7 separate regions of the Mus musculus genome follow, and all the other regions are linked to region 1. A link is a contact called in public ChIA-PET, Hi-C, HiChIP or PLAC-seq and promoter capture Hi-C data. All regions are on one chromosome and are shown on one strand. The core of a region is the stretch at or near the end of the contact, and the rest is flanking DNA. Distances in the headings are between cores, read along the strand shown. Region 1 holds the start of Klf16 (Kruppel-like factor 16). Region 2 holds the start of Tle5 (TLE family member 5, transcriptional modulator). Region 3 holds the start of Smim24 (small integral membrane protein 24). Region 4 holds the start of Mrpl54 (mitochondrial ribosomal protein L54). Region 5 holds the start of Arid3a (AT rich interactive domain 3A (BRIGHT-like)). Region 6 holds the start of Tmem259 (transmembrane protein 259). Region 7 holds the start of Pias4 (protein inhibitor of activated STAT 4).

Region 1 (3,373 bases), core at 399-2,898:
GTTGTTGGAGGGCAAGCAATGGAAAGATGGGTAGGTGTGTACTTCTGAACAACGTGGACTTGTGTAACCTGTCCATTTCTGTCCAGCTAGATTTGTGCAGAGGTCCCCCAGAGTATTCAACCTCTGTCGTTGAGGGACACGGTGTCAACACAAAGTATAGTGGGGCCTAGAGAAACATGGCCAACTCGACGGCAGAGCACTGGAACCTGACCAAGTCAGCTTGGGGTGCAGGTGGGGAAGGTAGAGATGACACCCAGAGCAAGGACCTCTGCCACCGGTTAGCCTCTGCTGGGGAATAAACATGATGGAGCTCGGACCGACAGACTGCTGTCGGTTGGGGTGCTTCGCCCCCTGGAGGCTGCGCGGGCCACTGCATGGCCTCCGCAACCCGGCGGGAGTTAGGAAGGGGCGGGAGCCTGGTCTCCTACTTCCGCGCAACCGGCGCCTAGGGCCTGGGGCTTTTAGGGGACCATCATTTCACAACTTGGTCGATTATCCATGGAAGTTTCCAATCGCTCCATTAGTCAGCCTCAGTTTCCCTGTCCCAGTCTCAAAGGGCCAGTGAGGGAGGGACGAAACAACCAGAACTCCAGTGTCCCTAGCTTCGCATAGATGACCGAGCCAGACCTTCTTATTGCAGCCCTGTTCACTTTTGCCATACCGGTTATCCACAGGCCTAGTGATTCTCGAGTCCCGGTGCGCAAAGACGAACTCTACAAACTCGATCAGCTAGGCAGGGTAGTGGGTACCCTACGCTCTCAAGTTCGACCTCCGGGATATTTTGTCCCCAAGCCAAGAATGGCATTGGGGACCCAGAGATGGGGAGTCAGGATTGGTGGGTTATTGCCCTGCTTCAAGGCCAGGAAGGAGGGGGAGGGTCGCGCACGTGGCCCGGGGGCGGGGCAGCGCGCTTCCGCACCCCCACCCTGGCCACGTGCGGATCGCACTCCCCACCCCATCCCCCGACACACACACCGCGGACAGGGGCGCGTCCCAGTGCCTGAATGTGGAGTGGGAGGAGGGACGAGTTGGGGAGGGGAGAGTTCCCGGCGACTGCGCACCGGGCACAGCGTGGTGGGCGCGCCGGGAAGAGGATGGAGCGCGCGCCCGGAGGAGGCGTGGCGCGCACTGGGGGTAGGAGGCGGAGCATCCGAGGCTGGGGTGGGGTGTGTGGGCGTGTCGCGGGGGTGGGCGTAACTCTCAAAGCCTTGGGAGGTGACGATCCGGGAAGGGCACTGGTGAGGGTAGTGCGTACCAGGCCAGGGGAACGATTTCCCTCCGTTTGGCTTGTTCTTACGTGGAGAGGGCACAATCCAGGGATTTGGGGACCCCGGGTGCTCTGCTGGTACACGAGGGGAGGGGGGGTTTGAAGTGCGGGAGGACCGGCAGCTGGCAGTGTGAGCTCCGCCCATCAGCGGTGGCGCGCGACTCTCTGGAGGACCGAGGGCGCGGCAGGAGGGGGCGTGTCCGCGGTGGGGAGAGGGCGTGGCTACTGAGCCCCGAGGGGGCGTCCTCCAGGAGGGGCAGGCTGCGGCCGCCCCCGCGGGCTCCGGTGCGTCAGGGAGCGTCAGGCGGGGCGGGGCGGGACTGAGCGCGGGCGGCGGCGGCGCGCCGGGGCCTCCTCCTCCCTTCCCTCCTCCGCCTCCCGCACTCTAGCAGCCGCTGCCGGCCGGACGGGCGTAGGTCCCACCGCCTCCGCTTCTCTCCCGCCGCCGATTCCGTGTCTCCGCGTCCTTGCCCGGCATGTCGGCGGCCGTGGCGTGTGTGGATTACTTTGCCGCCGACGTGCTCATGGCCATCTCCTCGGGAGCCGTGGTGCATCGCGGACGACCCGGCCCCGAGGGCGCGGGCCCCGCTGCCGGTCTGGATGTGCGCGCCACGCGCCGCGAGGCCACGCCGCCGGGGACCCCTGGGGCACCGCCACCGCCAGCTACGGCTCCGGGGCCGGGAGGCGCCACCGCTGCGCCCCACCTGCTGGCCGCCAGCATCCTGGCCGATCTGAGAGGCGGGCCGGTAGTCGCCACCGCAGCCAGCACCGCGGGGGGCACCTCTCCGGTCTCCTCCTCCTCAGCCGCTTCGTCTCCCTCTTCGGGCCGCGCCCCCGGCGCCGCCAAAAGCCACCGCTGTCCCTTCCATGGCTGCGCCAAAGCCTATTACAAGTCTTCGCACCTCAAGTCACACCTGCGGACTCACACAGGTAAGCCCCTCGTATTTTACACAGGTGGGATGCAGGGAGTGCATTAGAGAGGTCTCGGGGACCCCGTTCCCCCATCTCACTTGGAACCCCGAAACTGCGTGGCGCGTGGGGGGCGGGGAGGGGGGCGCGCCCAGGCTTCAGCGGCCCGCCGGCCGGGAGGGCGGGGACGTGGTGGGTGGGGCGCGCGCGGGGAGGCGTGGCGGCCACGCGGTCGGGCGGCGCGCGGAGGGCGGCCCTGGTGGCCAAATCTCCCGCGATTGCAGGTTGTTCGGGATCTACCCCGGCATGGTGGGTCCACCACGCGCGATCACAGTCCTCAGCCCCCTACTCCTTCGTTTTCGCTTGGTATTCTTGTCCTGTTTTTCTGCGCTTCATGGTCTCGCCCTTGGTGGTCAGAACATCCGGTTCCGTAGTTCTTTCTCGGCCCTCCCCCAGCCTCAGTTTCCTTATCTGTGAAGAGGGTCGGTAGATCCGGGTTACGGCCTTCTGGGTAGCAGCGCGGATTCCCTCCGAAGGGCAGCGAAGACTCTCGCGCAGGGTTAGGTGGTAGCATAGCAGTGGTGAGGGGTGGCTGCCCGGAACATTTTTCTTTCCATTCTGTGTACTTTTAACATGGTGGAGCGAGGCCACGACCCGGACCTGGAGTTGGGGCTTGAATCTTCAATCCAGTGGGATTGAAATCCTCACCACAACTCTTCGCCTACGTTTTGTGTTGGCCCACTCCACACACCTGTGATGGGTCAGGTCAAGGTCCAAGATGGACAACGAGATTTAGCCACACCAGTGTTTCTGGGATGCCCAATCCCCCCGGATTGGATGGGGCAAACCTTTTGCTAGGTACTGGCCGCTTCCTGTCCAAGGGTCTATCCATGTTAGCTGGGATTTGCACTGGGATTTGACAATCTACCCCTTTAACAGCGGTGTAGTCAACAGCTCCAAGGCATCCCTGGGATAGGGCCCCCTGCTTGTTATCCCTCTATTTACTTGCTTTTGGTTCGCCATCTCCTGTCTATATAAGAGATAGAGGCTGCCTTACTGATACAGTTGATGTGGGCAGCAAGGCACCCAAAGAGGGCTTGATGGGGGTGGGGGTGGGTCTCCTAACATGGTCACACTGGGAGAGAGATTAGGACAGCCTCCATAGGTGTGTGGGTGGCCCCAGGCATGTTCAGGGCA
Region 2 (3,373 bases), core at 237-2,736, 980 kb before region 1:
ACACCTGTTTCCTCACGGGTGTGCTCTTCAGGAAGGGACCCCCCCAAAGCTGCCCAGGCCCCAGCCAAAGCCACAGAGAAATCATGGCCTGGGAGTTAGGGAGAGCTGGAAGCTGGGGGGCTGGGGAGCGAGGGGGGTGGGATATGTACAGGGCCGGCATCTGAGGGCACTGGGTCAGGAGTTAGGGTGTAAGATCTCGGATCTGGGGAGCAAGGCTAGGGGCAGGGTGTGGGGAGCAAGGCCACTGGGAGCTGGTGTGGGAGACGACAGATGGGCTTGGACATGAGAGGGACGGAGCCTAGTGCTGGGGGGGCGGGGGGTGGGAAGACTGCGGGGTATCCGGCTCCGGACAAGGGAGCACTGGACATTATACGGGCACAGGGTCTCCCCAACCCTAGTGCTGAGGGTGCAGGATGGGGGCTGGGAGGAGGAAGGCCGCTGGGGTGCGGGGCCTGCAGCTGGAGGAGGGACGCGGAGCCAGGCTGGGGGTGGCGCTGGGCCCGGATGGTGACGCCAGGCCCGACAGGGCTGGAGAGAGAGACAGGGGGTGCGGGAACTGTATTGGGGGGTAGAGGGCACCAGACTTGGGGCCAGGGCAGATCTGAGGTGGAAAGAAGTGCAGGGCCGAGGTGATGGTGGGTGCAGGGCCTTGGACTTGGTGGCAGGCCAGTCTGAAGCTCTTAGAGAGCTGGGCCTGGGGGGGGGGGGGTGCACCGAGGTGGGGATGCAAGATCTAGGGCTGGAGGACATGCGCGTCTGGGGTGAGGGGATGATGGGCTTGTGACTGGGGTGCTGCAGCTCTGGGCCTGAGCCCCAGGTCAGGAAGACAGGCCGAATGCGGCTGCAGTGGGGTGCGGGCTGATCCGGAGCCCGGGGGTGGGGGGTGGGGGTGGAAGAAGACCTTGGAGTCGGGTTGGGCGAGGTGTGGGGGAGGCGGTGAGGGGACTCAGGGCAGGGATCAAAGTTCAGGGATCCGGGCTGAAGGATGCAGTGCTGGACTGGTGGGGTGCGTAGGGTCTGGGTTGTGGGGTGCAAGGACCTTGGGGAAGAGCCCAGGGCTGGGGGGACAGAACAGGCCTGTGGGAGCTGGGGAAGCGTAGGGAGCCCCTGGGACAGGCCCTGGGCGGGGAGAGAGACGGGATCCGACCTAGAAGGGGTGCAGTGAGATGAGCTGGGGTGCAGGGTGAGCGCCGGAGGTGCAGTGAGCTGAGCTGGGGGTGCAGGGAGAGCTCTGGGGTGCAGTGCGCGGGGTTCCCCTTACCGAGTGCCGGCTTTGCGGAAACATCATGTCAGTCGCGGGGGGCGCGGGCTGCGCCCCGGCTCGGGCGGCTCGGGGGGCGCCGGGCGGCCGCGCTTTGTCCCCGATCGACAGCTCCGGGGCCCCGCGTCCCGCCTCCTGCGCCGCCCGCCGCCCGCCCGCGCCGCCCGCGCTATTGTGTAATGGCGACGCGGTGCCGCCCGGGCTCCCGCTCCACCTGCCGCGCCCGGCACTGCGCAGGCCCGGACGCCCCACCCGTGACCTTGGCCCCGCGCGCCCCGCCCCCGCCACGGCCCGGAACCCCAGCTGGAGGCCTGCCTCAGTGCCCCCCGCCCCCAGTCCCAAGGCCACAGACTCGCAGCCTGGACACCCAGGCTTCACGGTGGATTTATGGAGTGCCTACAGTGTGCTATGTCCTCTTTGGAGTCGGGAGGGTTGGCACGGCTGGGGGCCACACTGGGCAGTAGAGTGACACCTGTCCCACAGAGGTAGGATGGGGGCCCAGTCCTGTAATCTAATGACTGGGGTGCAGAGGCAAGAGGATCAAGAGTTCTCGGCCAGCCTGGGTTACCAGAGAGCCTGTCTTAAAACAACAAAAAGTAAGACATGGTTTGTTCTGGGGTACAAGACCTATTACCAGTGCTGGGTAGGTTGAGGTAGGTGGAAGCCAGCCTGATCTACACAGTGAATACAGCCTGGGCTATAGGAGCCCTTATCTCAAAACATGAAAAAGTTAAATCGGGCCACAGGAGGTGGTGGTGGCCGACACCTTTAATCCAAGCACTCAGGGCAGAGGCAGGTGGATCTCTGATTTGAGACCAGCCTGGTCTACATAGAGACTTCTGGGACAACCAGGGCTACAAAGAGAGACCTGTCTCATAAATAAAAGGTAAGAGTTCCCCAGGTCCTAGTGTGATCCCAACACTTGGGAAGCTGAGGCAGGAGGATTATCGAAAATTCAGCATCAACCTGTGACCCAGCTTACTGAGGTGAGACCTGTCCAAAAACAAAACAAAACAAAACAAAAACAAATGATTAAAACAAATATGCTGGTGTGGTAACACAAGCCTTTAATCTAAGCCCTTGGGAGGCAGAGGCAGGCAGATCTCTGTAAATTCAAGCCCACCTTGTGAGTTCCAGGGCAGCCAGGGCTCCATGAGCCCTGTCTTAAAAAATAATAAAAAATAAATAGGAGCCGGGCGTGGTGGCACACGCCTTTAATCCCAGCACTCGGGAGGCAGAGGCAGGTGGATCTCTGAGTTCGAGGCCAGCCTGGTCTACAAAGTGAGTTCCAGGACAGCCAGGGCTATACAGAGAAACCCTGTCTCGAAAAACTAAAAAAAATAATAATAATAATAATAATAATAAAATAAATAAAATAGTTCTTTGGGCCAATACTATTTACCCCAACACTTCAGAGCAAGCTGAGGCAGGAGGATTCCTACAATTTCAGGCTAGCTTGAGCTGTATAACAAGACCCTGTCTCAAACATTTCCTTACCTGAGACAGACAGAGACGAATATCACTGAGTGTCATACTCAAATGGCCACGAGGTTAGAGAGGAGAGGTTACAGTGGCCAGCCAAGCTCAGCCAGGCCATGGCTATGGCAAACCCCGGTGGGGAGAGATTGGGACCTCCCCTAGCCACAGAGGGCAGAGGAAGGTAAGAGGAAGCCTTAGAGACTGCAGGCCTCAAGAGACAGGACCAGGCCTCTGATTCTGGTATCCCGGAGGCAGGAGTCCACGCGGCTGCTCCTGATACCGACCCATATCCTGCTCACAGGACTTTTGGATAAGGGTCCCACTGTTGACCTGTGACATTGTCTTATTTTATTTTATAGAAACAGGGTCTCATGTAGCTCAGGCTGGTCTGGAACTCTGGAGCAGAGGAAGACCCTGAACTCATGGCCCTCATGCATGAGACCAGCCTTCCCTGTGATCATCGACCTTTCTGTGGCTTTCTGGCAGTCCCTGATTCCAACAGGGCCAGAGGTGTCAGGTGTCACAGCAGCAGCTGGTCCTATGTGGTCACATCCCTGCCTTGACTTTCCAGCCTCCAGGATGGCACAGTTTATCTTGTAGTAACTACTAAGTAGTTACTTAGTTACTTAGTTA
Region 3 (3,373 bases), core at 486-2,985, 820 kb before region 1:
TCTTCTGCTTCTTGTCTGCTTTACTGTAGGGTTACAGTGCCGCAGTGAGAGAGGGTCACTGCTTACCAAGCCACCTTATCAGGCTAGGTGAGGACGGACTCCGGGCTGCGGTGATCTCAGGATGACCCCACAGAAAAGAAAATGTTCACTCCATGGAAAGAAAAGGATGAATTGGTGGATGGGAGGATAGGTGGGTAGATGGGTGGATGTGTGGATGGATAGGTGGGTGGGTCGATGGATGGATGTGTGGATAGGTGGATGGATAGGTGGACGGGTGGGTAGATGGGTGGGTGGATGGATGGGTGGGTGGATAGGTTAATGAGTGGGTCACTTACGATAGAGTGACGGTCATGGTGTACAGGAAACCATGCGTCGTCACAGGGTAGGTAGCTGTGTTCTCTGCAGTTCTGGGTACAGGTAGCCCCAGCCTCTCCTTCTAGCCCTCCCTTCCTTCCTCAGGACCCTCTCAGGTTCACAGGGCTCAGCTGTATTTCCAGCTGCCCATGCCAACTCTCCCCCACTTCTATTCCTCTCCCAGACCCAGAATCTGCACTAGAGAGTCCCACCCAGAGTCCACCTGCTGGACACTGTCCCCTCCCCCCAGCTGGGCCTCTCAGGACTGTCTGGGGGGAATCACCCACAGGGTACCTTGGCTGTGAGTTCTCGTTCATAATGTGCTCCATTCTGAATGTAGCCTCCTCATCCTCTGCTCTGCACAAATAGAAACATTGATACAAGAGCTGTTCTCTGCCTCAGTATCCCCAACTGAGGTCATGAACGCCAAGAATCAGAAGGGATCAACAGGGCAGCAAAGCAAGATGACCTCCAGGCTGACCCTGGGAGGGAGCACAGAAGGGCGGGGAGGTCAAGGAGGCCCTGCGTGGGACAGGGGCAGGTCCTCACCTGCCTTTGGCGCACCAGACACGATTGGCCAGCATGAGGATGAAGACTATAAACAGGAAGCCCACTACTGCAGCCAGGCCTACTAGCCAAGGCTTCAGGCGGCGCTCTGAGGCTGCAAAGGACAAGACAAGTCAGACACAAAAAACGAAGGGTCTGCAGGGGGAAGGGGAGCCTGCAGGGGAAGTGGGTTCTGCGAGAGGGAAAAAGAAGGGTCTGTTGGGAGCAGAGGGGTCTGCGGGAGAGAGGGGAAGACGTTAACGGAAAGAGGCGGGTCTTGGAGGGCGGGGCTTAGAAAAGGCGTAAAGAGGTGGGAATCAGGAAGAACGTCCAAGACTAGGAGCTGCCAGGGGCTTAGGGGGCAGAGGTTGTAAAGGAGGTCCGCGCCTCCCGGAGAAGCTGGGCTTCTAAGGGGTGAGGCTTTTAGATAAAGTAGTTGAGGAGGCGGGGGAAGTGGGGGCGGCGAGGGGGGGGGATAGCTCAGAGAGGCCTTGAAGGAGCTGAGAGGACCAGCTGGAAAAGGGCAGTGGCCTTAGCTTACAGCGTTGAGAGGGGAGAAGGATGTTAGATCAGAGACAGGGCAGAAGGAGTCATTGGAGAGCACTCGTCCCCACCAGTGCCCTCTTCACTTCCTCTTCCTGCCTTGCCTTAGTTTCTCCTAATGGGAAATGAGATGCTGAAGAGCCCCTGCCCCAGTTCCTAACACCCACCCAGCGCGGGCTCCACACCCTAGTCCTACCCTGCTGGGCCTCAGCGGGTGTCAGGAACAGTGTAGCCAGCAGCAGCAGCCTGCCCAAGGTGTCCATGGCCAGCACACTGGATATGGGCCGACGTTCAGCTGCAGGTGTGAGCTGCACAGGGCTCGGGTGGGGTTAAGACAGTGATTGGGCGGGGCGGGGTGGGGAACCTGCCGTCTGTGGCCCAGCCTCCCATGCCTGCTTGGCATCAGACCCCTGCATCTTTGGAGGGCAGAGTCTGCGGCTAGTTTAATATTAACCTAGACTGTCCCTTCCCCCGCACCTTGCACCCCTCCCTGGAGACCAGCAGCCCCAGGGACAGGTCCTTAGAGTCCTCTGTAAGAAGTCAGGCTGCACAGATGGGACGTCCACGCTGTCACGTGCACACAACCAAGTGTGGCAGTCAGGCTTGGTGGCTGGGACAAGCCTGGCAACTTTGTGTCTAGTAGGTCAGCCCAGTGGGGTTGGCAGCTCTGTGAGCACCAGGCTGCAAAGGAGGCAGGGAGCACCACGTTCCTAGAAGGGGGACCCTCAAAGCAATGGCAGAGACACCTGCCTGCAGAGCATCCAGACATCTCAACATACAAAGACAGGGCACAGGCTTCTGCCCTCAACCTTGGGCCTCAAGCTGATTAGATATCAAGCCTCACCTGGGCAAAGGAGGACCCCACCCAGAAGTGTCACGGGTGCAGCCACAGCCTGCGCACGTGCAGGAGACAGCAAGGAAACGGGGCACTGATGTCCTCATGTGCCCGTCATTCCCACACAACAGAGGCCTGAGACAGGAGGATGGTTAGGTCTAGGCCTTATCTGACCTCCAGAGCAAGACACTGTCTCAGAAATAAAACTGTGTGCTGGGCTGTAGCTCAGAGGCAGAGCAGTCTCCCAGCTTGCATGAGGCCCTGGGTTCCATCCCCAGCACCCCAGAAACGAGGTGGGATGATACATGCCTGTCATCTCAGCATTCAGAGGTGGAGGCAGGAGAATGAAGAATTCCAGGTCATCCTCATCTACATACCAAGCTTGAGGCAGGTCTCACACAGTTTGGAAAAAGGGTTTGGCTTTTTTTTCCTGATTTTGGTTTTTTGAGACACGGTAACCCTGGCTGTCCTGGAACCTAACTTTGTAGACTCTCGAACTCAGAGAGATTCTCCTGCCTCTGCCTCCTGAGTGTTGGGATTAAAGATGTCACCAGGAACCCAACCAGGCATGCCTATCTATATTAAGCTCCTACTGTATACTCATGGAGTCCTGAGCTGAGAGATCTGAGCCCAGGTGGGATGTCAGGAGCCCAGACTGACATGCCCACCAGCTGAGGTGGGGGAAGCCCTGTGGAGAGGACCTACCACACATGGTTCCTTATGCTCCCTAGTCCAGGCTGGCCTGGAATGTGCCATCCTCCTGCCTCAGCCTCTTGAATGCTGAGGATGACAGCTTGGTTACTCCGTGCTGTGTGTGACAATAAGCTGAGGGACCTTCACCCAGACATTTCTCAGTGGCCTGCCTCAGTTTCCAGTCTGTGCTACTGGGCTCATCGACAGCACCCAGGAGGGTTTTGTGAGAACGTGTGGGACAGGGCTGAGACAAAAAGGTCATGGCACTTGGATAGTCAGATAGGCTTTTAATTTATATGTGAATTTGGCCTCACTCTTTTCTCCTCTCAGCAAACACTGTGTAAGGAATTATCCATAGGAAAAAATGTTGCAGGTGATGGCTCTGAGTTCCAGGACAGCCAG
Region 4 (3,373 bases), core at 613-3,112, 690 kb before region 1:
CCATGGGGCCTGCCCAGGAGGAAAGGACCCCATTTTACACAGAAGCCAGCAAAGAACTCAGGTGCCTGCCCCAGATCTCAGGCTCCAGACCTCAGAACTCAAGCAACAGACACTAGAACTGAGGCTGCGGCTATGGAACTCAGGCATTGCCCCTGGGAACTCAAGCACTGCCCCCGGGAACTCAGGCTTCTGTCTCTAGAACTCAGGCTCTGGTCTCAAAAACCCAGGCTCCGGACCCTAGAACTCAGGCTCCAGCCCCAAAACTCAGGCTTTAGGTCGTGGAACTCAGGCTGTTGCCCCAGAATTCAGGCACTGGTCCTGAGAACTCAGCCTCTAGCCCCTAGAACTCAGGCTCTGACCCTTGAAACTCAGGCTCCGTCCCCAGAACTCAGATTTCAGTCTCAGAACTCAGACACTGCCCTTGGGTCACCCACGGGAGCCTGTCCAGTCCCGCACGGCCCGCAGTACCTGTGTCTCCGGCCCGGGCAGGATTGTCCGGACGGTCCGCCCGTCCTTCCAGAAGAGTCAGCAGCTCTCTGGGATCCCAGCTTTGGAACCGGATCATCGGTCACTGCACCATCCAGGACTATTGCGCATACACACTCTCAAACGGCCTGCTGGGAAATGTAGTCCTCGAGTCCGCTCTCTCTCCTTCCGGGGACTCGCCAGTGTTGCAGTATAGATAGTAGAGCTCAGGTTCGAATCCCGAGACTACAAGAACGGAGGCGAGGCTCAAACTGGCTTTTCTTTTCTAAAATCGGGTTCTGCATCACTTCAGAGTGTAACGGCTGAGGTAGGACATGGGCAGAAACCAGGGATGGTAAAGAGAGCCATGACTTGAAAATTTGGAGTGCAAAGGAAAAGTGGGAATGGAAGTTATTGAGGACGGACTTCCACTTTGTATCCCAGTAAGGATCTATAACGGTACAATCTAGACTTGAGTTGACACTGGAATTTGCATCACGGTCCTACATATAGATTAGGGACAATGATAATTCCTAAACTTAACTGTGTGATCTAAAAAGAGTTCACCTGGTTAGGTTTGTTAGCAATGAGTCTAGAAGATTCTAGTACTAGTCTATTTATTCTTGAGAGTCTCATGTAGCCTAGGCTGGCTTCAAACTCCTGATCCTCCTGCCTCAGCTTCCTGTGTGCATCCAGCCTCCATTTCTGCTACGAAGCCCCAATCACCAAACCCCACTTTTTTCTATTAGTGAATAGAACACATACGTATCACTATGTAGAGTAGGCTGGCCAGGAACTCACAGGCATCTACCTACCTCTGCCTCCCAAGTGTGGGGATTAAGCTGGGGTTCATCACTCCCATCATTCTCAGCTACCCATATGTTTAAGCCAAGATCTCATATAGCCAAGGCTGACCTCAAACTTGCTGTGTAGGACAGATCGACCCAAACTCCTGATTCTCTTGCCTCCACCTCCACATCACAACTGACTGTCCTAACTTTTAAGCTTTCAAAAATTCCACAAGGGATATAAGCATGATTTTGCTGTGACATTTAAAGTAAATAAAGATCTAAATACTTGTTGTTGTTGTCGTCATCATCGTCTGAGGCAGGGTTTCTTTGTGTAGCCTTGGTTGTCCTGGAACTCAAGCAGTAGCCAAGGTTAACCTTGAATTCAGAGATCCTCCTACCTGTATCTCCAGAGTACTGGGATTAAAGGTGTGCCATCACCATTTGAACTGGGGGCAAGAATTTAATGAAATATTCTTTGAACGGTCGATAGCTACAGAAGTTAAAATTAGTCGTTAGTCGGGCAAATTTTTTTTTAAAGACTACATTTCCCAGAAGGCCGCGGCGCCTCCAACACCTCCAAAGCCGATCTGGAGGGCTGACGTAACACGGAAGTCTGCACGTGCGAGCGGCCGGCCAGCGTCATGGCGGCCGCCCATCTCCTCCGGGCTTCCCGGGTGTGGGCCCGCTGGCATCCCCGGGCGCTCCCGGTCCTCAGAAGACCTGGAGGATTCTCTATCCGGGAATATGCTAAAAAGCCAGGTGAGTTGGCTCCGAAGGAACCAAAGTGGGTACGGCCGGAGCGCTGCTGGGGAGGTGGGGTTCTGAGGATTGACTGCGCAGGCGCAGCGTTACGGAGGCCAAACGGTGCGTGCTAGCGTAGTGAGGCCTGCGGGTGCGCCGCTAGCCTCTACGCTCAGTGCGCAGGCGCGGCCCTTGTGGGACAGGGCGGGACCAGGCTGGGTGTCACGCTTCAACTTTGAGTAAATCACCAAACATAACCAACATCAACTAAGTTATTGTCATTATTTTAATTTAAAAAGTAATGTGGGTGGGCAGGTTGGTTCATTGTGCAAGGTGCTTGCCTGGAAAGCCTTGAGTTTGATCCCCAGGACCCACATAAGCAGGGAAGGAGATGACCAATCCCACAAGCACTGTGACAGTGTACACACCCGTGATAATCATTATTTAAAATTATTTAAAAATTACGCTTTGAGGCGAACGTGATACCTTTAATCCCAGCAGAGAAGCAGAGTGATCTCTGTGAGTTCCAGGCCTGCCAGGAAGACCCCATCTCAAAAATATTTTTAGTGTTTACTTTTTTGTGTTGTTCCAGGAGAGCTACATCATGACATACCCTGTCTTCAAAAAAAAAAAAAAAAAATGTTGCCAAGTTGGCCTAGAGTTACCGAGCCATCTCTCTCTTCTCAGAATTGGTTTTTTGTTTTTTTTTTTGAGACAGGGTCTTATGACTCCCCAGCCTCAGCTCCAGAATGCTGGGATGCCAGGCATGTGCCACCATGTCAACATCACTGAATGGAAGAGGGGTTGTGTAGTATGGGCTGGGCCTTCAGGGCCCACGGGAGTGGGACAGGTCTGTGCCATAACAAGGGACCCTGTTATGCATGGAGAGAGCTGGGGCTGTTGGTTGTTGGAGGCCACACAAAGGAGGGTTGAAGGAGGGCAGAGCTGGGCAGGCTGAAGTGTCCCGTTCTCTCACTGTGCAGTTGGCAAGGGCGGCAAGGGCGGCGTGGCCGCTGAGGCCCTGAAGGACCCCGAGGTGTGCACAGACCCCACTCAGCTCACCACACATGCCATGGGGGTCAACATCTACAAGGAAGGCCAGGATGTGGCCCTGAAGGCAGACTCCGAGTACCCCACATGGTGAGTGTACCACACTGCATAGGAATCCTGACACCCAGCCTTCAGGAACATGGGGCTCCAGGATAGCCCCCTGAGGCCTGCTGTGCTCGTCTACCCTTGTCATGGGTGGTTCTGGATGCCAGTGAGTACACAAGACCATATGTCCCCAAAGGCTGAAGGGGGCAGCAGGACTCTGCTTCTTGACATTTATGACTGATCCCCAGCTACCCTTGTTCCAGGGACCCAGAGGGTTGGTC
Region 5 (3,373 bases), core at 422-2,921, 650 kb after region 1:
CCCTCTAGAGGTACCGGTACCCTGAGCCAACGTTGCCCATCCTTATAGACCCCTCCCCCAGCCCTTTGTCCTTGGCCCCCACCCTCAATTTATGGCATTCTCAGAAAGATCTACTAGGAACTGGTAGCTGGTGTTTGTGGAAGGGGGATCTGGCTGCAGTGGGGAAGAGACCCAGAGCCACACCCTAGTCCCCCCACCACCTCCAAGCCTCAGGTCAGAGAGAGAGAGAGAGAGAGAGAGAGAGAGAGAGAGAGAGAGAGAGAGAGAGAGAGAGAGGGAGGGAAGGAGGGAGGGAGGGAGGGAGAGAGGGAGGGGGAGAGGGAGAGAGGGAAGAGAGAGAGAGAGAGAGAGAGAGAGAGAGAGAGAGAGAGAGAGAGAGAGAGAGAGAGAGGTCACTAGCTCGGCCAGGCCTTGCAAAACACGGTTATTTGGAGTTGTGCAAGGCCAGGGCCCGAGGGTGGCGAAAGGGGCCCCTCTCTCCTCCAAGGGAGGTGGAGGGGGAAGGGCAGGAGCTGGGGAGGGGGCTGGGAAAGAAGGCACTGTGCCCCCCCAGGAGACGTGTGCAAAAACACACCCCAGTCAGAGGACAAATGTAAAACAACAACAAAAAAACAAACAAACAACCCCCCCAGTGGAGTCGGTATTTCAAAGGCTTCTTGGAAAGAGCGAGCTGGGGAGGGGGGGTGACCCTGCTGCCCAAGTCGTAAAAAACGGAAGATATTTGACAAACCCGCTGCGAGTTGACACACACGCGCGCACTCCGCGCTTCCTGCTCCCTCTTTTGTGTCGGGGGGGGGGGGGCAGGGGACCCTACCGGAGGGATCTGGATGGGCGCACCCCGCGGGGCAAGTGGAGACCCCAGTCCCAGTAGTACACTGGAGCTAGGGAACGAAATGGGGGGGGGGAGATGGGCGGACCCCGCTGGACACAGGTTTGGAAGAGAAAAAGAACTGTAGGTACCGGGGCGTGGTGGCGCGCCCGGCCTGGGATTTTCCCAAGCACTTGGGAAGGAAAGCTGCGGCAGGGGGATGGCCTCGAGTTTCAGGCTAGTCTGAGCTTTAACTCGAGTTCTAAGTCAGCCCGTACTACACAGTAAGATCCTATCTCCAAACATCTTTTTTAATTAATAAGAAAAAGCAAAACCATGTTCCCAGAGCGCAGCCCCCAGTCCTCTGCGCGCGCGCACATACACAGACACACACACCCCGGGTCCGTTTCCTTCCGCCAGGGGACAGCGCGCACTCGCGACCCCCGCGCACTCGTGTACCGGATGAAGGTCTCCAAGATCTACAACCGCAACAGCCACCCCAACTCTGATCCGTCAAGTCGCATACTCAGCCCTGCACCCCTCTACGCGCGCGTCTTTGCCTAACTTTGGAGACCCCGCAATTGTCGGTTTCCAGGGTGCCCTACGCTGCCACCTTTAGGAGAGATCGCTAGAGCCGCGCTGCAAAAGGCCTTACCGCCCGGGGTGGCCCGGGGGGCGCATGCCCCGGTGCCCGGAGCCCAGCCCAGAGTCCAGCCTGCTGGTGGCCTCCGGTGGCCTCTCTCCCCCTTGGCCTCCCCCTGGTGCCCAGTGCACGCTCCTGGCTTCGGGGTCACCCGCCTCACCGAGTCTCCAGGCCGCGTCTACATCTCCATCCGTCTGGATCGGATAGGGACGAGGTCTCCGCGCGCGACCGGGCCCCCCGCCCCGCCCCTCCCCCACCCAGCAGACGAATCGCCGTGTGACAAATTGCTCTCAGATGCAAATACCTCGCCGGTGATTCAGCAGCCCCGGGGACGCAGGAGGAGGTGGTGGGTGTCTCTCCAGGGTCCCCCTTTCCAAGCTTTCCCAGGACACCACACCGGGGTCCCCCTTCTCCAACTCAATCTGAGGACGTCCACGGTGGGAGGAGGTGGAGGGGAGCCGGAGAGCCGCCACAGAGTGGACGGAAAACTTCAGGTCGCGGCCCCTTTAAATGATAATAAATAATAAAAGGAAGGGGGAACCGGACTGAGGGACGCTCCGCCCCCATCTTAGGGACCGTGCGCAAAGTGCACGCCGCAGCCCACGGCGCAGAGGCCGCGAGCGGGAGGGCGGGGCTGCGAGAGCCCCATCGCGGGAATCCCGAAGAGTTAAAAAGGGTTCCTCGCCCCACCTCTGAGCGGAAAGTCACCTGGGCCCCCGGCCGTTTCCTGGTTTCACCCGGAACGCAAGATGGATAAGCCAAGCTTGGAGCTGGAACCTCCGCCCACTATGCTACCCTAACCTTCCGGGCCTGAGGCTCCACGTCTCTGAAATGGGCTTAAAAACCCCCGGCTAGGCTAGATCTGCGGGGGCTGGGACGCTGGGGTGTGAGGGCGCTGCGTGCGCAAAAGCACCGGGTTGGGCTGCGCGCGCGTTCGAGGAAATGCGAGGAACCGTGACGACCGTACCTAGGAGCGAGGGAAAGGAGGGCCATCCTTTAACCAACTCAGTGAAGCCCCTGCCTCGGTCTACCCAGTTCGTCTCGGGAGAGTACTGGATTCTGAGGTCCCATTTTGCAGGCTGGGAAACCGAGGCATGATGTGAGCTCAGCTAGAAGTTGAGACGATTCTAGTGGGTAACGCCAGTGCTCAGGGCAACCCCCGACCTCGACTAGTTCCCCATAGGTGGTGCTCAGGTCCCTTGTTAGACTGTTGTGGGGATCTTGAGCAGTCTGCCCCTTGAAAGCCACTTGTGTGAGTGTCTGGAGAGATGGGGTGGCTCCGGCCAATCCAAGTTCCCGGAATCCTCCCTAGAATCTGAGACTGCAGCAGTTGCTTGGAACCTTAGCCTGCAAGGCTAAGAAAGTTGCAGGTGGCAGCGAACTGCGCCTTCAAACTTTAGACACCTTGATGTGTTGGGGTGTGGCCCCGGGGTGGAGCTGGGCCTGCACACCAGCATTCTTCTCCAGCATCAAACGGGCTACTAGCAGATCTTTCTCCCTCTAATCATCTTGTGTGTCCCCTGTAAACTTGGGCAACCCCCCAAAACATTCTGCCAAGATAATGAAAGCAACATACATTCCCATTCTCTCTCTCTCTCTCTCTCTCTCTCTCTCGTGTCTGTGTGTGTGTGAGAGAGAGAGAGAGAGAGAGAGAGAGAGAGAGAGAGAGAAAGAGACCGAGACCAGAAGGGCTTCAGCAGCTCACGCATAGAGGTCCTAGGAAAACTTAGTGGAGTCGGCTTTCTCCTTCCACCTTTATGTGTATTCTGGGATGCCAAGATTCTCAGGACGCCAAGCTTGTCAGCAAGTGCCTTTACCTTCTGAACCTTGTTGCTGACCCCTAAAATACTGTTCTTAGTATTTTTTGATAGAATCTTCAAAGACAAAAGCCTAAATCTGCTGGTCCCTTTTTTATGGCAGGG
Region 6 (3,373 bases), core at 568-3,067, 590 kb after region 1:
CCAGGGACGTTTCCTATTTTCAAACAAGTGACAAGTGTATTCCATAATAGTTTCAAGACTGGTACATTTATTAGGTGCCTACTGTGTTGCAAGGTGCTCTGGGTAACAGCAGACGGTGACTCTGGGGTATCTGAAAGCTAGGAGGGAGGGGTTCCCTTCGCTCAGCCGGTAAAGCGCCCCGCCCTTTTCCTGGCCGCCCAGTCCGGATGCAGAAATTCTCATCTTGTTCCATCATACAGATGCTCCTAGTCCTTCCTTCAAGCTGGAGGTATATAGAAGGCGCACAACGTTAGGGCACGGTGCATACAGAGACAGCTCTGCTGCGTCCTAAAAACAGACAGCTTCCTTCGAGTGCGCAGTAACCGGTCAATAAATGCCCTTGTTCAGGCAAATTGTACGGGAATGTGGCAGCTATAGTAGAAAAGGAGACTTCAAAGGGTCAATTGCGTTATTTTGAGATGAAACAAAATATGGAACGCTTCACGAATTTGCGTGTCATCCTTGCGCAGGGGCCATGCTAATCTTCTCTGTATCGTTCCAATTTTAGTATATGTGCTGCCGAAGCGAGCACAAGCGACGGTTTTTTGCCTCAGGTATTTAAAGGCAGAGAAGCAAATTACTTTTCACATACAGTAATTATGATTTTTTTTTGTTTTTGTTTGGATAAAGTAACGTTTTCACATGTCAAAAAGAAAGGCTACCACTCATAACACCGCTCAGAATAATTATCTATCCGCGTGAAAGCTCACATTTAACTAATTAATATAGCTGTCTGGGAGAAGCTTGTGCCAGCGAAGCCTTCTGGGAAGTCATATGCAAATTAGACAGGCACTACGAGGCTCCGCCCCTCAGTGGTAGCCGGATCAGCGCGGAATCCGTGATACTGGTGCGATGGTGAAACTGTCTGCTAGTAAACTATCCATGGAATTTCGCCCTTCAGCGCTGCGGCCGCCAATGAAAACATTATGCTAATGAGCAGTTAGGAAGCCCTGCCTCCCAGGGCAGGGTGGGTAATGAGTCCTCAGCAGACCCCGCCCCTAAGTGAGGCTGTGGCCAGAGTGAAGCCCTATGTAAATAGGCCTTACTAAGTGCGTCTCCGCCCCCTCTAATTCTCCGCCAATAGGAAACCATATACAAATACGACGGGCAACGTCGCCCCGCCCGCAGGTGGATGCAAATGTTTTAGCTTGTTTCTGAGACCACGCCCCACAGATCGCCCACCGCTAACCTGGATCCCTCCACAAACCAAACGAATTACACCCGACACTGCCGCTCAATGCTTAAGATAGAGCTCTGGGCTAAAGACATGGCTAAGAGCACTGACGCCTCTTCCAGAGATCTTGAGTTGAAGTTCCAGCCTCCGTTATGGTGGCTCACAACTCCTTTCTGGTGTATCTGATGCCCTCTTCTGGTGAGACTGAAGACAGCGACAGTGTACTCACATATATAAAGATAAAGCTCAATGCAAATGAATCGTGACACACGACTCCACCCCAGGCCGTGCCACAGTATGTGGGAGTGAATATATGCAAACAAACGGGGCTGCTCTTTAATGCACTCCGTGTAGCCCCTGCAAATTGCAAGCTCACTGCAAACGAGACCGGACAAAGCTTGAAGGAGCACTAGGAAAATAAACTGAACTCCATGGTACTCTGCCCTTTAGCGCTGAGGCGACCCGCATGAAATGTGTAAAGTCAGGCTCCGCCCACTACTCGTGGTGCCCGCCTTTCGGCCCTGAAGCCCGGCCTCCTCGGGCGGCCGCGGCGATCCCAGCGTGCCCCGCGCACGGGCGGCGCTCTGGCCCGGCGCTCTCGCCGGCGTCGCGGGCCGGACGGACGCGAGCAAAGGGGCAGGCGGCGGCGGCGGCCGGGGGCGGCGGGGGGGATCCGGCGGCCGGGACGCGGCGGGGGTCAGCCGGCGGCCGCCGGGGTGACGCGGGGCGGTGATGTCGGAGCACGCGGCAGCCCCAGGGCCCGGGCCCAACGGCGGCGGGGGTGGTGGCGCGGCGCCCGTGCGCGGCCCTCGCGGCCCCAATCTCAACCCCAACCCGCTCATCAACGTGCGCGACCGGCTCTTCCACGCTCTCTTCTTCAAGATGGCCGTCACCTACTCACGCCTCTTCCCACCTGCTTTCCGCCGCCTCTTTGAATTCTTCGTTCTGCTCAAGGTGACCTCTGACCCCTGACCTCTGACCCCTGACCCCAGCTGTCATCCGCTCGCCCACCCCCGGCAACTTTACCACTTGGCTCCTGACGCCTGGATACCCTGATACCACTCTTACAGATGCTATCTCTGGTCCTCACTTCCTCAGCTCTCAGGCCCCGCCTCCTGCCCTTTGGCCTCAGTCTGCCACTTGGGAGCCTAGGCCCCAAATTTTTCCACTCAAGACCAGAGCCCAGTGTCCTCTTGGAGTAGGATTTTGGACTCGAGGTCCACCTTCCCACCTGTCACTCCCATCCTGTCCTGCACCTCCACTGAGAACAATATGGTCATTTCCATTCCATTCCTGACTTTCCACTGTAGACCACCTCCTGTGCTGGAGGCCCTGTCCCGCCTGTCATTTCTATTCTACCCTGATTCTCTCAGTCCAGTCTCTACTAGTCAGTCCCATTCCAGCACACCCTGAACCAACCCCCTGGGGACAGCCCCCTACCCCCCAGTGTCACTGCTCAAATTTTCTGTTACTTCACTGTTTTCAGACTCTTGCCAGGTTTTCTGTGGCTTTGGGTGAGGTCATCTCACTAGGGTCAGCCACAGAGTCACAGCCAGATTGGCCAGGGACCTCTACAGCCAGCACCTGCCCTGGCTGTGTCTTCTTCATGTGCTCCCGGGAGATCCCGGTTCTCGGTCACAAAGGCTACTCGAGGGATGGCACCAGGCTCTCTCTGAGGAGCTGCCTGGGCCTTCTGGTGTTGGGGTCATGGCTTGGTGGCTGGCATGCTGATATTGGAGGGCATTGGTGAGTTTGGGACTCACTCCTGGTGCTTCTCAGAACTGAGCGTTCGGGGGTTTCATAGGTAGATCTAGCTTGAGCTCAAGACAGCTGTGGGCATCCCCTCAGGCCCCAGTTCATTGGCTGCAGATGAGCCCATGCTCCATCTTCCTTCCTGCCCTCCACACCCTCAGGGCTCCGGGTGGGTGCCCAATGTCTAGTCAGAGACAGGGTCGGCTGGATGACAGTAGACCTTATCCTCTTTCTTAACTGGGATAAACAAGCCACACAGCAGCTGGTTTCTGGAGCTGCTGACGTTTCTGGGAGCCCATTTGCTGTGTTTCCTGCCCGTCCTGCCTGCCCAGCTTCCACCCAACCTTCCTAGAAGGGACGCCTCACAGCCAAGGCCTGCTAGGCTTGTACCACCCTGCGCCCTGTTCC
Region 7 (3,373 bases), core at 597-3,096, 590 kb before region 1:
ATGTGCACTGCACCGGGCCAACTAGGCTCACACCCCACCACACACACACACACACACACACACACACCACACACACACACACACACACACGAAAGACGACCCGGATGTGCACTGCACCGGGCCAACTAGGCTCACACCCCACCACACACACACACACACACACACACCACACACACACACACACCACACACACACACACACACACACACACACACACACACGAAAGACGACCCGGATGTGCACTGCACCGGGCCAACTGGGCTCACACCCCACCACACACACACACACACACACACACACACACACACCACACACACACACACACACACACCACACACACACACACACACACACACACACACACGCAAGACGACCCAGATGTGCACTGCACAGGGCCGACTAGGCTCACACCCCATCACTACAGGGCCATGCGAGCCCTACACCTGCCAGCTGCCGCTCGAAGGGAACAGGGACACCTGCCCGGCCGCATTCTGTTCATCCCCAACCCTTCTCTTCATCAAAATGCAACCGTAAACATGAGCCATAAAATGCACCAGAGCAGGAAGCACATACACCTTTAAGACCACCCTCCCCACGTGGGCGCGGTCCAGTCCTCCCAATGAAACGGAAGCAAGGGGCGGTGCCGTTCTCGCTTAAAAACCCAGAGCGGGGCTAGAAGTGAGCGTGGCCCCAGTGCAAGCTTCGAAAATTTGGGGGTTGGGTGGGGCTTGTGGGTAGTTAGAAAGCCAAGGAGGGCCCCTGAAATGGTGATCGCCCAGAAGTCTATTAGGAGTTCGATCCACAGAACTCATTTTGTGACACCTGGTTAAAGGAGAAAGCAATTCCAGCAAATTGTCCTCTGATGTCCACCTAGGGGGCTTGGAACGCGCGCACCCACACCTATTCGCGTTAGTCTCTAAACCTGATGACCTGAGTTCGATTCCCTGAATCCATATTGTGGAAATATACAAACCCCTTAGATTGTCTTTGGACGATCAAAAATTGCGTGTCTCCCCCAGTATATAAATAAAACAGACCACAGAAAAGTGGGCGTAGCCTTGAGCCAACAAATAAAGAAGGAAAAATGCAGCTAGAGGGGCTTCTGTGCCCTAAAGAAGCAAGGCTACGCAGGGCTTGGTTATGTTCATCTTTAATCTCAGTTCTCCGGAAGCAGGGGCAGGAGGATTTCAGTGAGTTTGAGGCCAGTCTGGTCTACAAAGCGAGTTCCACAGAGCCAGGGCTACATGGTGAACCTGTCTCAAAAAACAAAAACAATTTTTAAAAACCCACAACTGTTGCCACCGCAAGCCAATTTGAAAACGAGGCAGGGGGTTCGGCCTGTACTCTACAGAAAAGGTGGGGCCAGTAAGAGAGGGAGCAGGGCAAAGGGTATATGGTTCAGGCACTAGCTGGTTCATCCCTGCTACCTACACAGTGGAAGGAGAAAACCTAATTTCCTAGACTGTTTTGTGACTTTCACATATGTACACACTAAATAAACACAAAAATTTAGCGGTTCTCTAAAGCAAGAGAAATGAGGCGGCGGGAAGTGCTGCTATTTCTTTAAGCAGCAGACTCCTCCCCAGAGTGGGCGTGGTAGCGGCCAGCGCCTTGAAAAATAACCGTGGGGGGCGGGATTTGGCAATTGTCCGTTGTGATTGGTCAGATCCTCGGGCGGGGTTCCTGTAGGCGCGTGCGCGTGATGCATCCTCCCGCCTCTCAGACGCGGGGGCGTGGAGGAAGGAGCCAGCACTCGCTTTTACTGGCTCTCGCGCAGGCTCCGCCCTTTAGTCGAGGGCCCTCACGTGACGCGACGGCTGGGGCCTCCCGGCGCGGGGGACGCTAGTGGCCAAGATGGCGGCAGAGCTGGTGGAGGCCAAAGTGAGTGAGCGAGAGTGGCTCCGGCCGGGACAGGCGGGTGGCGGAGTACGGACCGCTCCTCGCAGGGAGCTGGGAGGGCGGGGTGTGGCGGCGCGGGCGGCGAGGGTGCGACTGGGACGCGGGCTGAACCTGCGGGCGGGGGGCGGGGAGACCGGGGGCGGGGTCGCCAGCTCCCTCCTGGGGTGTCCCCGCCGTCTACTGTCACTTCTCTACTGACCCTAGCAGGGGTTCCCACAGTGTGGCTACACAGCTTTCCCGGTGCAGGCACTGTCCTCTCCTTTGGGTTAGCTCTGTTGGGACATAACTGGGGGTCCTTCTGTGGTCTGGGAAGCCGAAGGAATGCAAAGTGACTTCGCCATCAGGTTTCCAAGGCAACGAGTAGGACTCAGGTCCGGGTGCCCCCCCTCTTTCCTCCCCCACAGGCCTGCATGGGGAAGGTCTACAGGGATTGCCACAAGTCCTCTGATTCTCGGGGCTCAGACTGACACCTTCTGACTCCAGACTCAGGCCAACTATAAGTGCCCAAGTTCATTTTAGAGACTCAGCCCTCGAGTCCCGCTCCCCACTTGTCAGCTCTGGGGTACCTCTTCACTTCAGCCTCCAGTGATCCTGTCTCACTCTAACCCATCTCTAACCTGTGAATCGCCTTGTAGAGTTTCTCTGCTGCCTGGCATACTGGACCCACCACCTCCTTGTTATGTGTTCCTCAGATTGATCCTCACAGGACACCTTGACTGAGTCCAGGGGAACATTGTTTAGACTTGTTCCCCCATTTCTGCATTAAGGTACCAGGGCTCTGACCTGACTTGAGTCCCCATTAAACCCTCTTGAAGTACAGCTTGGCTTAGCCTACATCCAGTTCTGCTCTGTCTCCCTGTCAAGGTTCCAGCACACTTGTCCCTCCAGAGTTATTGGAGTTCCTCAGTCCCCCTCAAGCATCTTCCCACCCATAAGATTCAGACTTGCCCCCCCCCCCCCCGTTTTTCTGCCTGCCTTGTGACATGGTCCTTCCCTCCCCACTGGGACCCTTAGGGTTATTCTAGAGGATCTGATTAAAAGGTGTCGTCCTCACCAGGCATGGTGGCACACCTTTAATCCCAGGGGTCTGGAGACAGAGGGAGGCAAATCTCTGTGAGTTTAAAGCCAACATGGTCTACAAAGTGAGTTCCTGGACAGCCAGGGCTCCACAGAGAAATCCTGTTTCAAAAAATCATTTAAAAAAAAAAGTGCAGCTGGGCGTGGTGGCGTACGCCTTTAATCCCAGTGCTCGGGAGGCAGAGGCAGGCGGATTTCTGAGTTTAAGGCCAGCCTGATCTACAGAGTGAGTTCCAGGACAGCCAGGGCTACACAGAGAAGCCCTGTCCTGAAAAACCAAAAAAAAAAAAAAAAAAAAAGTGTACCCCTCTTTCTCACCATTTACTCACCCCAAATCTACACCATTTACATAGTGGTTTTCTCTTGGGAAACAGAACTTTGAGATGGAGATATGTAA

What was found. Hi-C and Micro-C count contacts between places; a contact is called where the count stands out from the background. ChIA-PET counts read pairs in DNA pulled down with a chosen protein or histone mark. HiChIP or PLAC-seq counts read pairs in DNA pulled down with a chosen protein or histone mark. Capture Hi-C pulls out chosen DNA fragments and counts their contacts.
Region 2: an H3K27ac HiChIP or PLAC-seq map of microglia shows a contact between it and region 1, with 5 times the contacts expected there. The contact joins the promoter of Tle5 here to the promoter of Klf16 in region 1. A contact is called at or near these places in 2 of 115 datasets of contacts at active chromatin or transcription factors (bone marrow-derived macrophages and microglia).
Region 3: a FOXA1 HiChIP or PLAC-seq map of pancreatic cancer cells shows a contact between it and region 1. The contact joins the promoter of Smim24 here to the promoter of Klf16 in region 1. A contact is called at or near these places in 2 of 39 promoter capture datasets (erythroid cells and liver), 1 of 115 datasets of contacts at active chromatin or transcription factors (pancreatic cancer cells) and 1 of 9 other capture datasets (liver).
Region 4: a contact with region 1 is called in a promoter capture Hi-C map of liver, with 2.4 times the contacts expected there. The contact joins the promoter of Mrpl54 here to the promoter of Klf16 in region 1. A contact is called at or near these places in 1 of 39 promoter capture datasets (cranial neural crest), 2 of 115 datasets of contacts at active chromatin or transcription factors (bone marrow-derived macrophages and double positive thymocytes) and 2 of 9 other capture datasets (adipose tissue and liver).
Region 5: a contact with region 1 is called in an H3K4me3 HiChIP or PLAC-seq map of bone marrow-derived macrophages, with 4 times the contacts expected there. The contact joins the promoter of Arid3a here to the promoter of Klf16 in region 1. A contact is called at or near these places in 4 of 39 promoter capture datasets (the C10 cell line, cranial neural crest, liver and 1 more) and 3 of 115 datasets of contacts at active chromatin or transcription factors (bone marrow-derived macrophages, memory CD8 T cells and pancreatic cancer cells).
Region 6: a contact with region 1 is called in an RNA polymerase II ChIA-PET map of memory CD8 T cells, with 43 read pairs. The contact joins the promoter of Tmem259 here to the promoter of Klf16 in region 1. A contact is called at or near these places in 4 of 39 promoter capture datasets (cranial neural crest, erythroid cells, liver and 1 more), 3 of 484 Hi-C or Micro-C datasets (CD4 T cells, embryonic stem cells and natural killer cells), 3 of 115 datasets of contacts at active chromatin or transcription factors (effector CD8 T cells, memory CD8 T cells and pancreatic cancer cells) and 1 of 9 other capture datasets (liver).
Region 7: a contact with region 1 is called in a Hi-C map of B cells, with 17 read pairs. The contact joins the promoter of Pias4 here to the promoter of Klf16 in region 1. A contact is called at or near these places in 3 of 39 promoter capture datasets (the C10 cell line, liver and pre-B cells), 5 of 484 Hi-C or Micro-C datasets (B cells, CD4 T cells, the N1E-115 cell line and 2 more), 4 of 115 datasets of contacts at active chromatin or transcription factors (astrocytes, effector CD8 T cells, embryonic stem cells and 1 more) and 2 of 9 other capture datasets (adipose tissue and liver).

Annotation. Positions count from the first base shown.
Region 1 is chr10:80,575,571-80,578,943 of GRCm38.p6, reverse strand. It overlaps Klf16 (Kruppel-like factor 16), which reads left to right and starts at 1,648. Exons shown (of 2, transcript NM_078477.2): 1 at 1,648-2,197. The coding sequence starts at 1,744. It overlaps Gm26710 (predicted gene, 26710), which reads right to left and starts at 820. Exons shown (of 3, transcript NR_155863.1): 1 at 662-820.
Region 2 is chr10:81,557,557-81,560,929 of GRCm38.p6, reverse strand. It overlaps Tle5 (TLE family member 5, transcriptional modulator), which reads right to left and starts at 1,486. Exons shown (of 7, transcript NM_010347.4): 1 at 1,262-1,486. The coding sequence starts at 1,288.
Region 3 is chr10:81,391,426-81,394,798 of GRCm38.p6, reverse strand. It overlaps Smim24 (small integral membrane protein 24), which reads right to left and starts at 1,735. Exons shown (of 4, transcript NM_001099917.1): 1 at 1,640-1,735; 2 at 904-1,015; 3 at 649-711; 4 at 1-23. The coding sequence starts at 1,706. It overlaps Gm48552 (predicted gene, 48552), which reads right to left. Exons shown (of 2, transcript NM_001384181.1): 2 at 3,244-3,373. Gm48551 (predicted gene, 48551) reads right to left here. Exons shown (of 6, transcript NR_168929.1): 6 at 3,244-3,373.
Region 4 is chr10:81,265,415-81,268,787 of GRCm38.p6, reverse strand. It overlaps Mrpl54 (mitochondrial ribosomal protein L54), which reads left to right and starts at 1,862. Exons shown (of 3, transcript NM_025317.2): 1 at 1,862-2,015; 2 at 2,981-3,137. The coding sequence starts at 1,898. It overlaps Apba3 (amyloid beta (A4) precursor protein-binding, family A, member 3), which reads right to left and starts at 616. Exons shown (of 11, transcript NM_018758.2): 1 at 469-616; 2 at 1-9.
Region 5 is chr10:79,925,639-79,929,011 of GRCm38.p6, reverse strand. Arid3a (AT rich interactive domain 3A (BRIGHT-like)) reads right to left here and starts at 1,671. Exons shown (of 9, transcript NM_001288625.1): 1 at 1,612-1,671. It overlaps Gm40715 (a long non-coding RNA gene), which reads left to right and starts at 2,021. Exons shown (of 2, transcript XR_001779822.2): 1 at 2,021-2,550.
Region 6 is chr10:79,982,704-79,986,076 of GRCm38.p6, reverse strand. Tmem259 (transmembrane protein 259) reads left to right here and starts at 1,817. Exons shown (of 11, transcript NM_001003949.4): 1 at 1,817-2,167. The coding sequence starts at 1,946. Gm26243 (a small nuclear RNA gene) reads right to left here and starts at 571; the gene lies at 465-571.
Region 7 is chr10:81,166,193-81,169,565 of GRCm38.p6, reverse strand. Pias4 (protein inhibitor of activated STAT 4) reads left to right here and starts at 1,846. Exons shown (of 11, transcript NM_021501.4): 1 at 1,846-1,881. The coding sequence starts at 1,855.